2 separate regions of the Mus musculus genome follow, and region 2 is linked to region 1. The links are chromatin contacts, called in public promoter capture Hi-C maps. All regions are on one chromosome and are shown on one strand. Each heading gives the region's core, a stretch centred on a gene start, on an enhancer-like site or on the middle of the called end of the contact. The rest is flanking DNA. Distances are from core to core; before and after follow the strand shown.

The links. Capture Hi-C pulls out chosen DNA fragments and counts their contacts.
Region 2: a contact with region 1 is called in a promoter capture Hi-C map of adipose tissue. The contact joins the promoter of Cyp4f16 here to the promoter of Cyp4f39 in region 1. A contact is called at or near these places in 1 of 15 datasets of contacts at CTCF or cohesin (the NIH/3T3 cell line), 1 of 115 datasets of contacts at active chromatin or transcription factors (embryonic stem cells) and 3 of 9 other capture datasets (adipose tissue, liver and pancreatic islet).

The regions. Positions count from the first base shown.
Region 1 is chr17:32,448,646-32,455,233 of GRCm38.p6, reverse strand. It overlaps Cyp4f39 (cytochrome P450, family 4, subfamily f, polypeptide 39), which reads right to left and starts at 2,511. Exons shown (of 14, transcript NM_177307.3): 1 at 2,438-2,511.
Region 2 is chr17:32,532,931-32,539,518 of GRCm38.p6, reverse strand. It overlaps Cyp4f16 (cytochrome P450, family 4, subfamily f, polypeptide 16), which reads right to left and starts at 2,962. Exons shown (of 13, transcript NM_024442.2): 1 at 2,864-2,962; 2 at 2,323-2,521. The coding sequence starts at 2,520.

The DNA.
Region 1 (6,588 bases), core at 1,262-3,761:
CAGTGGTACCAACGACCAACCCTGCAGCCCAGCCCAGCCCACACCCAGGGAGCCTAGTTTGACTGGTTAGGCTGGTAAATTGCCAGTCAGGGACTTGTTATACAAGGTATGTGGGATCACAAAAAAGAACCCAGGATATGGATCCTGGCCAGTGCCAGGCACTGCATACTGCCTTTTCTTGAGGGTCAAGTATTGGCCAGGGAACATCCCAAAGTTGACACATCACCCCACAAAACAGCTCCCCTTTCCCAGCCTATCTGTTTCCTGTCCCAGCCTACCCTTTACTCTCAATATAAAATATCTACCTGCCCCTAGAGAGTCCTCCACATCAAAGGGCCACACTCCAGGTCTGGATTGAAAACAGCCCAAATTTCTGGAAATCTGAGGGAAAGCTCAGGGTCAGTTGTAACAACTGAGGATAGAGCCAAGTTGTAAAATCAAGTAGAGAAAAGCCCCATAAAAGCTTGAAACGGGGATGGAGAGATGGCTCAGCGGCTAAGAGCACTGACTGCTCTTCCAAAGGTCCTGAGTTCAAATCCCAGCAACCACGTGGTGGCTCACAACCATCTGTAATGAGATCTGATGGCCTCTTCTGGTGTGTGTCTGAAGACAGCTACAGTGTACTTACATATAATAATAAATAAATCTTTAAAAAATGGGAAAAATAAAAACAGTTCAGTCTTTAAGAAAAAAAAAAAAAAGCTTGAAACGTGTATATTCTTTGTCCCATCCCAAAATAAGCACTGCCTTTAAAAGAAGTTTGAAGGCAGTGGCAACCTGGGACGTAATGACCTCTGCATACCATTGCAAACACGGCACACTTGGACCCAAGCCACAGAAGGGATTCCATAGTGCCCTCTCCCTGGTAACCGTGCCACTTGAGGCAAGTGTCCACACCTCTCTGAGCCCCAGTTGCTTCAGACAGGAATCATATTTCTCCACCTCACAGAGATATGATGACATATAGAATATATATGAGCCATCAAGATGGCTCAGTGGGTAAAAGTACCTACTGCCAAGCTGGACAACCTGGGTTCAGTCCCTGACACCCACGTGCTTGAAGGAGAGAACAGACTGCTGAAAGCTGTTCTGTAGCTTTCACTCTTGTGCTGACATACACAAACACAGACACAGACGCACACAAATTAAAAGCAAAAGTAAACAAAGAAAGTGCTTACTCATTCTCAGGTAGGGCCACCTGATGCTGTCAACATGTCCATCCTTGCTACCTAGACATCTGGGACTTACAGAATAAAGTCCAAGGCTAGTTGAATAGGAGAGATGAGGTCTCATTCTCTGAATGTTTCCCAGGTCATCCAAGCCCCTCTGTGGTTACCAACTCTGGTCACCGCCAAGACATGAGCCCATAGCTAATGTTACCTTTCGGAAACCCAAGCTGGGCTCTACAGAGATGTCGAGGCCATCAGAAAGTGGCCCAGGATTTTGAGGTCAGCCAGGGTTTGTTTGTTCCAATCCCAGCTTGCCCTCTGAATGTCTGTAATCCCCTGCTCCAGCCCTCATCTCCCCCCACAATCAAATCAGGGTCTGGGCAGGGATCTCAGGGGGTTTCATCTTCAAGGCACTTAGATGTTACAGGCTCTTGCTGGAGTCAGCTTCAAGACAGAGAAATTGGGAGGTGGGAGGGGAGGGAAAGAAGGCTTAACTGTGGGGTAATGAATGCACAATGAACTGTGGAGGTATATTAACCAATAAAGGGACTCTTGCCTATGCGGGAGCCAAAGGCAGCCTCTTCCTCCTTATCTCTCACTTCAAGCCAGAGATTTCCCCAAGTAGTGAGCCACAACCCTTTTCAGAGACCAAGGTGGCCAGCCCATCAATAGTTCTAAACCAGTCTGGGCCAGGCCCCTGAAACACCAGACAGCACTTACAGGACAAATCTTTGACTAACTTTCGGGGCTCATAGACAAAGGTAGAGAGGCTGGACCACTGTTTTATTTGCAAAGAAGGGAACTTGGAGATGCTGACACTTCTGTGGATGAGCACAGCATTCCTGACTGCGGCTGGACCACAACCAAAAGACCCATCGGCAAGATGGACAGCTTCAAATATGCTGAAAAAAAAAAACTTGTGTCCCAGAAATACACGCCCAGCTCAGGCTTTCTCTTCAAGACAATAAATACATCAACGACTCAGGCAAACCCTATAAGGAGGTGTCCCAGAACAGAAATCTCTAGCCAAAAAGTGCCCCCTCTCTTTCTACAACCCGCACTCAAAAAGAAGCGACTCCCGGGACACCAGAGCGCGCTCAGGAAATAAAAATGAGCATAATCCCAGCAACCTTTGGGGATACAGCAACATCTTGCTCCTGGTCACTCAACCTCATCACTGGTCGTGGGGTCCTGAAATTAGCTGTGCCCACTGATGTTCGCCCCGCCCCGCCCCGCTAAGGCCACAGTCGCTGGACCCACACACTCACCCGGGTCTCAGCCTGCCGCTCTCGATCCAGATCCGCTTCTTTGACAGTGCAGTCTGACAGCCCCAACCCTTTAAACCTGCCGGGCTGAGCCCCAGCCCTTTACAAGCTTCGGGCTGAGCGCTGAGCCCCGCCTCACAACTCCGGGGCCACGCCCATACTGGCAACGCCCCTGCCCGGTTGCTTGCAAGTCTGGCCCCCAAGATGCAAACCTGAGACAAGGAGGCTGAGACAGACAGAGAAAGAGAGAGCTTAACAGACAAAGAGGGAGGCGTGAAAATGCAGACAACTAAGAGCCTGACCCTTCCGACTCCCTGGTCTTGACTCCTATCAGAGCCTCATTTCCACTCTGGGTCACTCATCTCCAATACCAGAACGGGTTCCCAAGCTTGCACAGGACTTCCTGCACCATCACCTCCGAGACTCTCACTGTTCCACAGGAGTATTCTTTGGGGCCTCTCAAGAGTTCTCAGACTCCATCAGCCCCAGGGCGGAGGGCTACTTGTTTTTCCTGGAGCCTGCCCTACCTGCCCTCCTGGGCCGGATTCTGCAGCTGTTCCTTCAGTCCAAACAATCCCCTCAATCCACTGTCCCAGGACTTGGAAGCAGAAAAATCACAAATTCCAGCCCAGCCTGGACTACTTAAGGAAACCATAGATAGATAGATAGATAGATAGATAGATAGATAGATAGATAGATAGATAGATAGATAGATTAGATGGATGGACGGACAGACAGATAGAGGAGAGATAGAGTAATGAAGAAAAGGGGCTCTGGAGAACTGGGTCAGAGATGTAAAACACTTGTTCACAGCTGCTTGTATGTAATTCCAGTTCCAGGAGATTGAAGGAGCCAGAGGCTCTGCATCCATGTGTATACATCTTCACACAGGTGGATACACTACACATAATCAAAAATGATAAAAAAACAAATCTTTAAATAAGAATAATAAAATTTTTCTAAGGAAAAACAAAAAGAGGCCACCAGAGTTCAAGGTAAAAGCAATCACCACCGAGCATGACTCCCTGAGTTCATCCCTAGGACTCGTGATGGAAGGAGAGAACCAACTCCCACAAGATGTCCCTGACCTCTACAGGCCCACCACAGACCACTGTGACCCACACACTACCTTAGTGAATACAGAAATGACAGCTCACAACCATCTCCAATGCCAGTTCTAAGGGACCCAACAACATCTTCTGACCTGGAGGGCACCAGGCATGCACATGATGCTCATACAAACATACAGACAAAACACTCATGTACACAAAATAATGTAAATAATGTAGCTTAAATATATACAGTTTAAATGAACAGATGCAAAAATACAAGATGAGGGGAGGGTCTCCAGAAGCATTAGACTATTCAGGTCCCACCTCAACCAAACCCACCCATTCATAGGCACTTGACCTTGCAGCAGGATATTGTCCTTGGCCAGCCCATCTGCTTCAGAAGTATCCAGTCAGACCCACCCTTGAATGTGAGACAGACCATATGGCAGGGCTGAGCAGGCTGGTGGGTGGCAGGCAACTGACTTGGGTCGGTGGGCAGAGAAAGAAGAGAACAAATTTAAGAAGGTCCACTTGGCCTCCACTTCAAAGATTTCTTTCTGTCTTCAGTGACTCTGCCCTGGAAGGGTGGGGATTTGAGGTGAAGAACAAGAGACAGAAATAATTGAAGCTTTCCTGCATGGAAGCCACAGAAGGGAGGGCAGACTAGGTGGCCTGAAGCATGTGACATTCGAGCTAGGCCTGTGGGGAGGGAGAGGTTGAATTTCAACAGGCTTGCAAGAGGGGGTGGAGCTCAGACACAGAGAAACCAGAAGGTAGAGCCTGGCAGGTAGCTTTTCCAGGCCTTGGGTGTGAGAGATGAGAAGGCTGGAAGGGTCCTGTAGCTGACAGGAAGGGCTATGAGGGTCAGTTGCAGAGAGAAGGAGTTGATCTGGTTGGCAATGAGGAATCACGGATAGTATCTGAGCAGAGGAAGAACCCCATACTGGTTGCTAGCTTTAAAGCACATTAGAACTTTCTTATCATTTTAGCTGTGTGGACTGAATTTGCTGTTGATGTTAACAAAGATACTAGAAGGTTCACAAATCCCCAAAGGCAGAGAGCCTGGGAAGGATGTTTCTAGTGGCTGAAGATGGAAGATGATAAATGAGGACTGGTGGGGTAGAAGGGGTTTGCTGAGGCTAGGCCCAAGACGCTTAGCCATTATCAGTCACAGGCTGGATATGGATCTGGAAGAGACAGAGAGATGAACACCAGCAAAGAGAGAAAAACCAAAGAGTCTGGGGTGGAGAGGCACTGACAGACAGTAGGTGTCCTGGCTGTGTGGTCTTGGGAAACTCACAAACTGCTCTGAGCCACTCATCCTTCTACAGATAAAATGGGCAGTGAGATGAGGTGTTATTTGCAGGGAGCTTAGCCCTAAGTCTGGTTTAGTGCAAATATTGCCTCTTTGAGTTTGGGGATTGATTTGTTAGTAAGCAGTTGCCAGAGCAGACATAGACAAGTATCTCCTTTGGGTCATCACATCGGGGTAAAATTGGCATGCCCCTGGCACGTCATCAGTGGAGACCAGAGACCAGCTCAGTGTCCTGTCACACACAGTACACCCCAGCAACAGAGAATTAATGGGTCACAAGTGTCGGCAGTGCTGAAGAGGAGGAGGACAGAGCTGTGGTTGGTAGCACGTTCACAATGAGGACAGGCAGAGGCTGTCCTCCAGCTGACTGGAGGTGGAGATAAGGAAGGAAAATGACCAGTGCCATCACATGAATGGTCTCATCATAGGACCCTGGGAACGTGCAGAGCTACGTGGTTACCAGGCAACTAAAGGATCCCTGGGCTGAGCCCCTCACTTTCCTCCTTCCCTCGAAAGCCTGCTGTGCCTCCTGATTGCTTGAACCAAATGGGAGAGTCACAAGGTCCACATGGAGGGGTTCACAATGGTCACCTCCTGGCTCACAGCATGGGAGTGGGCAAAAGAGATGAGACAAGATGGAGAGGATGGCAAAGAGACCAAACCTGGATGAGACAGCCATGACTAGATTCGGGAGATGGTTCAGGACAGCTGTGTGATCCACAGAGGCAGAACACAGGGTCTGTCTGTCAGTGCTCCAGAAAATAGCACTCCCTCAACACACGCTTATGTAAGAAGCCACTATTAAATCATAGAAAGACACGAAAGTGGGAGGGAGGAGTGTTGGGGAGAGGGAGATGAGAGTAAGATGGAGGGAGGAGTTTGCTCAAAATGTAGTAGTATGCATCTATGACATTCAAAGCATTAGTTTAAAAATAAATTTTGACATGGGGGTCTTACTAGATCTTGACACAAGCTGACCTCAAACTCCCAGAGACTCATCTGCCTCTGCCTTCCATGAAACTAAAGGCATGTGCTACAATACCTAGCATCCATCATTAATTTTTTTAGAAGGTCTTTCCGGGATCTAAAGCAATGACTTAGCAATGAAGAGTACTTGCTGTTCTGAAGGAGGCCCCAGGTTCCATTCACTGCCCTCATGCTAAACAACCCACAACCACCTGTACTCCAGCTCCCTCTTCTGGCCTGCATGGGCACAGCACTCATGTGCACACATATACTCCACCACAAATAAACATAATTAAAGACTTTTTTTTAAACTTAAAAAAAAGTGAGAGGTAGAGGTAGAGGCAAGCTGATATCTGTAAATTCAAGGCCAGTCTGGTCTAGATAGTGAATTCTAGACCAGTCAGGCTATATAAAGAGACTGTCAAGGAAAAAGAAAAACTTAAAAGTATTTTTTAGATCAGAAAGATGGCTCAATGGGTAAAGGTGGCTGCAAATTTGATCCCTAGACCCACATTTTGATGGCTGTTTTATGTTAACTTGACAAAAGCTTGATATTAGGGTATAGGCAAACCTATAGGTTGTTTTCAAAAACAGTGATGCATGGAGGATGGCCCAGCTAATGGTGGGTGGTACCACCCCTGGGCTGGAGGTCCCATGTTCTGAAAAGAAAACAGACTGAACAAGTCAGTAAGCTGCACCCCTCTATGACCTCTGCATCAGCTCCTGCCTCCAGGCTCCTGACCTGTTCCAGTTCCTGTCCCGACTTCCTTCAATGGTGAGCAGTTAAATCAATGTAAGCCGAGTGAGCCCTTTCCTCCCCA
Region 2 (6,588 bases), core at 1,713-4,212, 84 kb before region 1:
TTCCTCACTCCTCCATCCTCCCCTCCCGTTAGGTGTAAATTAGAGTTAATTTCATCCCATCCAATTCTCTCACTTGTCCCTAATTCACCACAGCCTATCAAGACCAGTTTTCTGCAGGAATTTCCAAAGAATTGCAGCAAACAATCACAAAGTTCTCCAAATATTGATCCCAAGTTCCAGAGAAGTGTGAACTTGGAAGTCATCTAAGGAGGAAACTGATGAATGACTTAGGAGTTGTGTCCCTAGGGTAAGGAGAAAGCTTCAAAAAAGACAACAGAGGGAAAATGGGAGAAGGTGACAGAGGAGTCATGTGGAAAGGTCAGAGGGAAGGGGATCTAGCAGTGGACAGAGAAGGACCTCAGGGAGCAAAGAGGAGACCAAGAAGGATTTAATTCTGGAGCCAAATAGGAGCTACCAGGAAAGGTGGAAAAACCATCAGAGAGCTGTGAGGAAATGAAGGAGACAGAGCCAGGACTCGGGGACATGGCAATCAAGGGTAAGAGAAATGAGAAACAAGCAGGGAAGGGAACAAACAATGACAATGATCCTGTGTCTATAATCAGATGGCAGAAACCTGATGGAGTTGGCACAAGCACATAATCCCTTGGGAAACAGATGCAGGTCTCTGTGAGTTTTAGGTAGGTCATCCTGGTGTACAGAACAAGTTCCAAGAGAGCCAAAGCTACACAGAAAAGCAAAGTACAAGTAGAATATGAAAAATAAAAACAAGAAGAAAAACAAAAAGAAGAACAAGAAGGACAAAAACAAGTAGAAGAAGTACAAGTAGAAGAAGAAGTAGAAGAAGTAGGAGAAGGAAGAAGAGGGGAAGAGGAGAAGGAGAAAGAGACGAACAAAAAGAAGAACAAGGAAAATAAGAACAAGAACAGGAAGAACAAGAAGTAGAGGAAAAAGAGGATGAGGAGGAGAAGGAAGAAGAGGAGGAGGCGGAGGAGAAAGAAAGAGGAGAAGGAGAAGGAGGAGGAGAAGGAGGAGGAGGAGGAGGAGGAGAAGAGAAGAAGAAGAAGAAGAAGAAGAAGAAGAAGAAGAAGAAGAAGAAGAAGAAGAAGAAGAAGAAGAAGAAGAAGAAGAAATAGTAGTAGTAGTAGTAGTGGGGAGGAAGAGGAAGAGGAGGAGCAACAGACAGGAGATTTAGTGCACCAAGACCACATAGGAGGTATAAGAATGGGAAGAAACATGTCACCTGACTCTACAGTATCACTGTGCATAACAAAACACAACATATGGGAGTTTGGGGGCATCAAAAGCAACACTTTTCCAAATGCTTAAAGGAAAAATGAATTGTCAAGAACCTCACACTTGAAATCTTGATAGGAATTTGAACTCATGGGGAGATGAAAGGGAACTGTAAGGAAGCTGATAGGTTAGTATGCATAAAGGATGGTGATGCTGAGAAGACATTGGATAACAATGGTTACATGAGAATGTTGGTAGGAAAGAGGATTCTGTTGAGAGAAGCAGTACTTGAATGTATGGCATTGGTGATGATATCTCTATTATGAGTGATCTAATCCCAAGATGTGGTTCTGCAACATGGAGCAGCATGGAGCAAGGGGACCTGGTGACCAGGGAAGGGTACTGAGTAGGAAGTGTAGTCATTATGATGAGACCAGAGAGAAAATGGTCATGCTGTGATGTGCCTTTGGAATAAAGTCATTGCTTAGCATGCACAAACCCTAAGCACTTCAGATAATCACTACCAATGTTAAAAAGTGTTCATCCTTGACCTACATTGCATAATGGAGCCCACTAATGCATCTTCAGGACAGAGGGCAAAATGAGGAAGGACAGTGGCCAAGAAGTGGAAGGGAAAAAAACTACAATCTCTCTTCTGCACCCAAACAGTAGGTGGAGGTAAGAAATCGCAGCTGAATCCTACAGGGCAAATAGCAACCCAGAGAGATACAGTCACTGATCTGAAACCAAGAGAGATGAGCCAGGCAGGAGGCAAGACCTTGGACATACTGAAGGAAGATCTCAAATCCAGCAGTGAAACAGAATATACCAGGGATGCCACTACTCTGTGCTATTCGCCATGGGATCCACTGACTATGACACATATCCAGGAACTTGAGGAATCCTCAGTCCTGCTGAGAGTATGGCCCACAGTAGGCTGGTGCCAGGTAAGAGAGAAAGGCTGATGAGCACAACTTGGAAAGAAAGATAAATGAATGTGGGGTTGTGATGAGAATAGGGGCCCAAATAACTTTCTTTGCTTCTCCCTGCTACAGGCTCCAGACCTTTCCTGATGCCTAGGGAACACATACACCCCGGTACCCCCAGCCTATCTGCCGCCATACTCACCATGCCCAAGTGACCTGAAAACCAGTTTTTTTTAGGAGGCTGAGGGAAACAACTGAGGCGGGAGCAGTTCTCATAGAATGAGTAAGTCCAGGCAAGGATTCTGGCCAAAATCCAGGAAGCCACTCCAAGCAGCAGAAGATGCCATGACGAGGTCACCACAGAGCCCAGGTCCAGCCCAGACACACTTAGCCGCAGCATCCTGCTGAGCAGACAGACACAGGAGGAGATTCTGAGGTTTGGAAGAGGAACCTGGAAAACTTCAGAATTTTGAGCATGGGCAGAAACTGGAGAGTAGAGCAGGGAGTAGAGCAGGGAAGGGGATGGAGATACAGGAAGAGACAGAATGAGAGAGAGAGAAGGAGGCAGGGAACACACAGACAAGAGCTGTTGAAGTCTGGGATGGCTCTGCCTGAAGCACAAACGGTTATCCAGGAACCCAGGCTCACTTGTGCCAATTGTCTCCATGGAGCCACCCCAACACTGATAAACTCATCCTGATCAGAGTCAGGACCCTGTCTTGCCTCAGAGCCCAAGTCGGTACCTTATCTCAGGAGCTGCTGGTCCTCTAAGACCTTCTCCCCAGTCCTGTGAAAAGCATTTATCCCCTGCTTCCTAACTTCAGGAAGCTGTGTGGGAGGCTGGGTTAGGCTGGACTGAACCAATCAAATCCCTCCCAGGCTCAGCCACTTCCTCCCTGCCTGGGCATCAGGCCAAAACAAGTTGGGCGGGGCCAGACTGGAGTGGAGGGGAAAGACTCAGGGCAACACACACAGGCAGGTTGCATTTAGGATGCAGCACCTCTGAGTCAAGGGCAAAGGTGACTCTGGGCCCTTCCAAGGGCAACAGTCTGCTGATAAAAGCGTGAAGGAGGAAGTACAGGTGCCAGGATGGTGTTCAGGATGTTCCCTGAGCATCTCCCAGGGATCTCTGCACATCTCACTGGTGGGAGTGCAGCATGCAGAATTCCTCACTGCAGAACTGCAGAACTGCAGACCTGTCTCTGGAATGCCTCTGCTCACCGACTACAGTCTTGCAGCATTCAGTCCTCTCCCTTAGCAGCCCAGCCCCTGGATAGAAACAATTCCAAACTAGACCAGAGAATCCAGCCATGGTCAGACTGAAGAGATAGATGTCCTGGCTGGGAAAATACACCTGGCAACTAAAGGGTCAGAGTTCAGCGGGTTTGTGAGGATGAAAGGAGTCAGACTGAAGTGCTATGAGCACAGGGGTACAGGCAAGAATGAACAAGCCTGCAATGGCTTGTCTTCCCAGGATCAAATGGCGACTTGACCTTAACAGGAGTGTATGCTGTTCAGAAACCCTAGATCGGCAAGTCATGGACTTAGCAATCACTGAACCCTCCCATGGCCATGCTCCCCATTATTAGACAAGTAAAAGGAGCCAACATCACACCAAAGCGCGGACATAAAGAACAATGGGTGGACCAGCTCAAAGGTTGGCAGATAAAAGCAATCTCAAAGTCCTGAAACAGAGTTAAGGGTACTTGATTGGTGGTTGATAGAGCAAGATAAGGGCAGAGGTCAGTGGAGAAGTCCAGACTCGCCAACTCAGGGCTCCCCAAACAAGAAATGAGGGACTATGGAGGCTAGGGGTCCCTAATAGATCAAAATTAAGCAACCTCAAGACTTCCTCCCCAGGGGATTTTTCACAAGGTGTTGTTTCCCTTTCCTCTAGTAAATTTTTCAACTTCACAGGTACTTTTTAAGCATAGGCAAAGTCTACAATTTCACAACTACTTATGACACTGAATTCTAGGGTAATGAACGTCTAAAGGAAACACACAACATTTCTAAAAGAGTCCACACTGGAGAAGACACAAGGAAAGACTGTATGGAACAGAGCAGTATAAGGCCCCCACTTGTCACAGTTGAAGCCATAGCTGTTTCGCTTGACTTAGCATTCTTATTTTTTCTTTTATTTATTTGATTTATGTATAGAGATGTTTTGTCTGCATGTATGTGTCTGCACCACACACAAGCTTGATTCCAGAAGCTTTGCAAAGAAAAGAGTGTGAGATCCCCTGGGAGTAGAACTGCAGAAAGTTCCGAGCCACCACGTAGGTAGTACAAATTGAACCTTGCTCCTAAGGAACAGAAGCCAGTGCTCTTAACCACTAAGCCATCTCTTCAGGCCTGAATGGCTCTTCTTCAAAGAATATGTTCTCCCTTCCTTCCTCGCTCTGGTTAAACTCTGGATTACTCCTTCTACTCCTGTGCCCCAACCAAACCCTCCTCTATCAGGAGGACCGGAACTCAGACTGCTGGAGTCGAGGACAGAGGAAGCGAATTACCTCCTCAGGACACTGAATACTGAAAGGACCTGAGAGCAAACCTTGACTGCAACAGTCATGAACGAACTCTGACCTAAAAACTCAGCTACGGTGTCTGTCTAAAGTCTTACCAGGTGTCTAGGGCCTTAGACTTTGGTGTTGCCAACCCCATAATAACAGATACCGGTTCCAAAAATAAACCTGCTGAGCTATAAATAAACCAAGGGTTACACCTATAATCAGGCCATTTGGGAGGTGGATGCAAGAGGAATAAAACTCAAGGTCAACCTCGGCTACATATCATAAGATAAATGCAGGATATACGTCATGTCTTCAGATGAATATTCCTAGACCCTGATAAGATAGTCACAATGGTCACTCATCACTGCCATCTTTCTGGGTCTACAACTTCCGTGGAAGATGATTTCTGGGAGTCTCTATACGAGTCTGTCAAAAAGGCTGAACTTAGAGCAAAGACCCACTCTAAATGTGGCCAACTTCATCCCAGGACTATGTTTCCCAGCTACTGACAGGTGGTGTTTCCACACAGTACACAAGAGATTCTCTCTACAGCTTTTTTCATGTAAGATGACAAACCACGTGTTTTCACTTCTGTAAACAAGGTCAGTTGTCCCAGTTGCACAGGATGTGCTTGATCGCATGCGGTCAGGGCATCAGGAAGTAGGCCAGAATAATTGCCTCTGGTTCCAAGAAGGGAAGAAGTGTGTAGCTTTGAGAGTTTTCCCCTATCAGCCCTTGGCTAATGTAATTTAGCACCATATTCTGTGCCTGACGTTTAGGTATGAACGTGGCCAGTATCCATGGTCTCTTAATAAAGTCTCTGTGACGCAGAAACTACTGTTTTCTTTGGAAAGTAGGGAAGTCAAATGAGGTTTTGCTGGGGCACACAGGTAAAAGGATGTTTTGCTGAAGCAGACATGCGAAAGAACACTTAATGTTTAGAAGACATATAAATGTGATTCCAGAGCGTTGGTTCGCACTGCTCTGTCTCTCTGTTCTTTACTGATGCCATGCATGTGCTGGCTGGCTTTACATTGTGTTGTTGACCTGCACTGCTGGTGACTTGATGGAGATGAACTCGCCAAAGAACTCATGAGGTTCCTGCTGCTTCCACAGTGGATGCAGACTGGTTGGTGAGGCCTTTGGTTTCTTCTAGATTGAACTGCCCTTGCTGATTCAAGTGTGGTGCCTACCAAGCAGACTGGACTTAAGCTACTGATTCCGGGATGGTGTCTGCCAAGTAGACTCATCCACAGGTGCTGATTCACGTTTGGTGTTTGCTATTTACTGGATAGAAAACAACAAAGAATGGAATCGTCCCAATTATTATTTCCTTTTTTTTTTTTTTTTTTTTTTTTTTTTGGTTTGGTTTGGTTTTTAAGACAGGGTTTCCCTGTATAGTCTTGGCTTTCCTAGAACTCACTCTGTAGAACAGGCTGGCCTCAAACTCAGAAATCTGCCTGTCTCTGCCTCCCAGGTGCACTTCCCTGTATACTATAATAGCCTTTCTTTAATACTACATCTGCTGGGTAGTGGGCTAGAGGGGAGATTTAACCTTTATTAAGGTAGATTGAGAACAATTTATGCCTATGCCTCTTATTTGTTTAAACTTATTCATGGTCATACTGGTGAATTTCTGACCTATAACTCTAAGCTTATAACACTGATTGGTGTTCAGAGCACCACAATGCTGATGCAAATATGGACAATGAAGATGGGGCTAGTAAAACTTCTGAGGGGAACAGGACTCCTTTGATAACTGGGCCACAGGACAACCATTGGCTTCCTTCTGTTCATGCCCTGAGAACTTGAATGAGGCTGCATTCAAGCCATGGACTGATTTGATGGCAGAAGAAACCTGAGGATGGACTATATTCAGGTTGTGCTATATTTACTGCTCATTGCTATTGCCCAGGTCTCCTGTGAAAGACATGGCCTCATGCAGTGTGCACAGG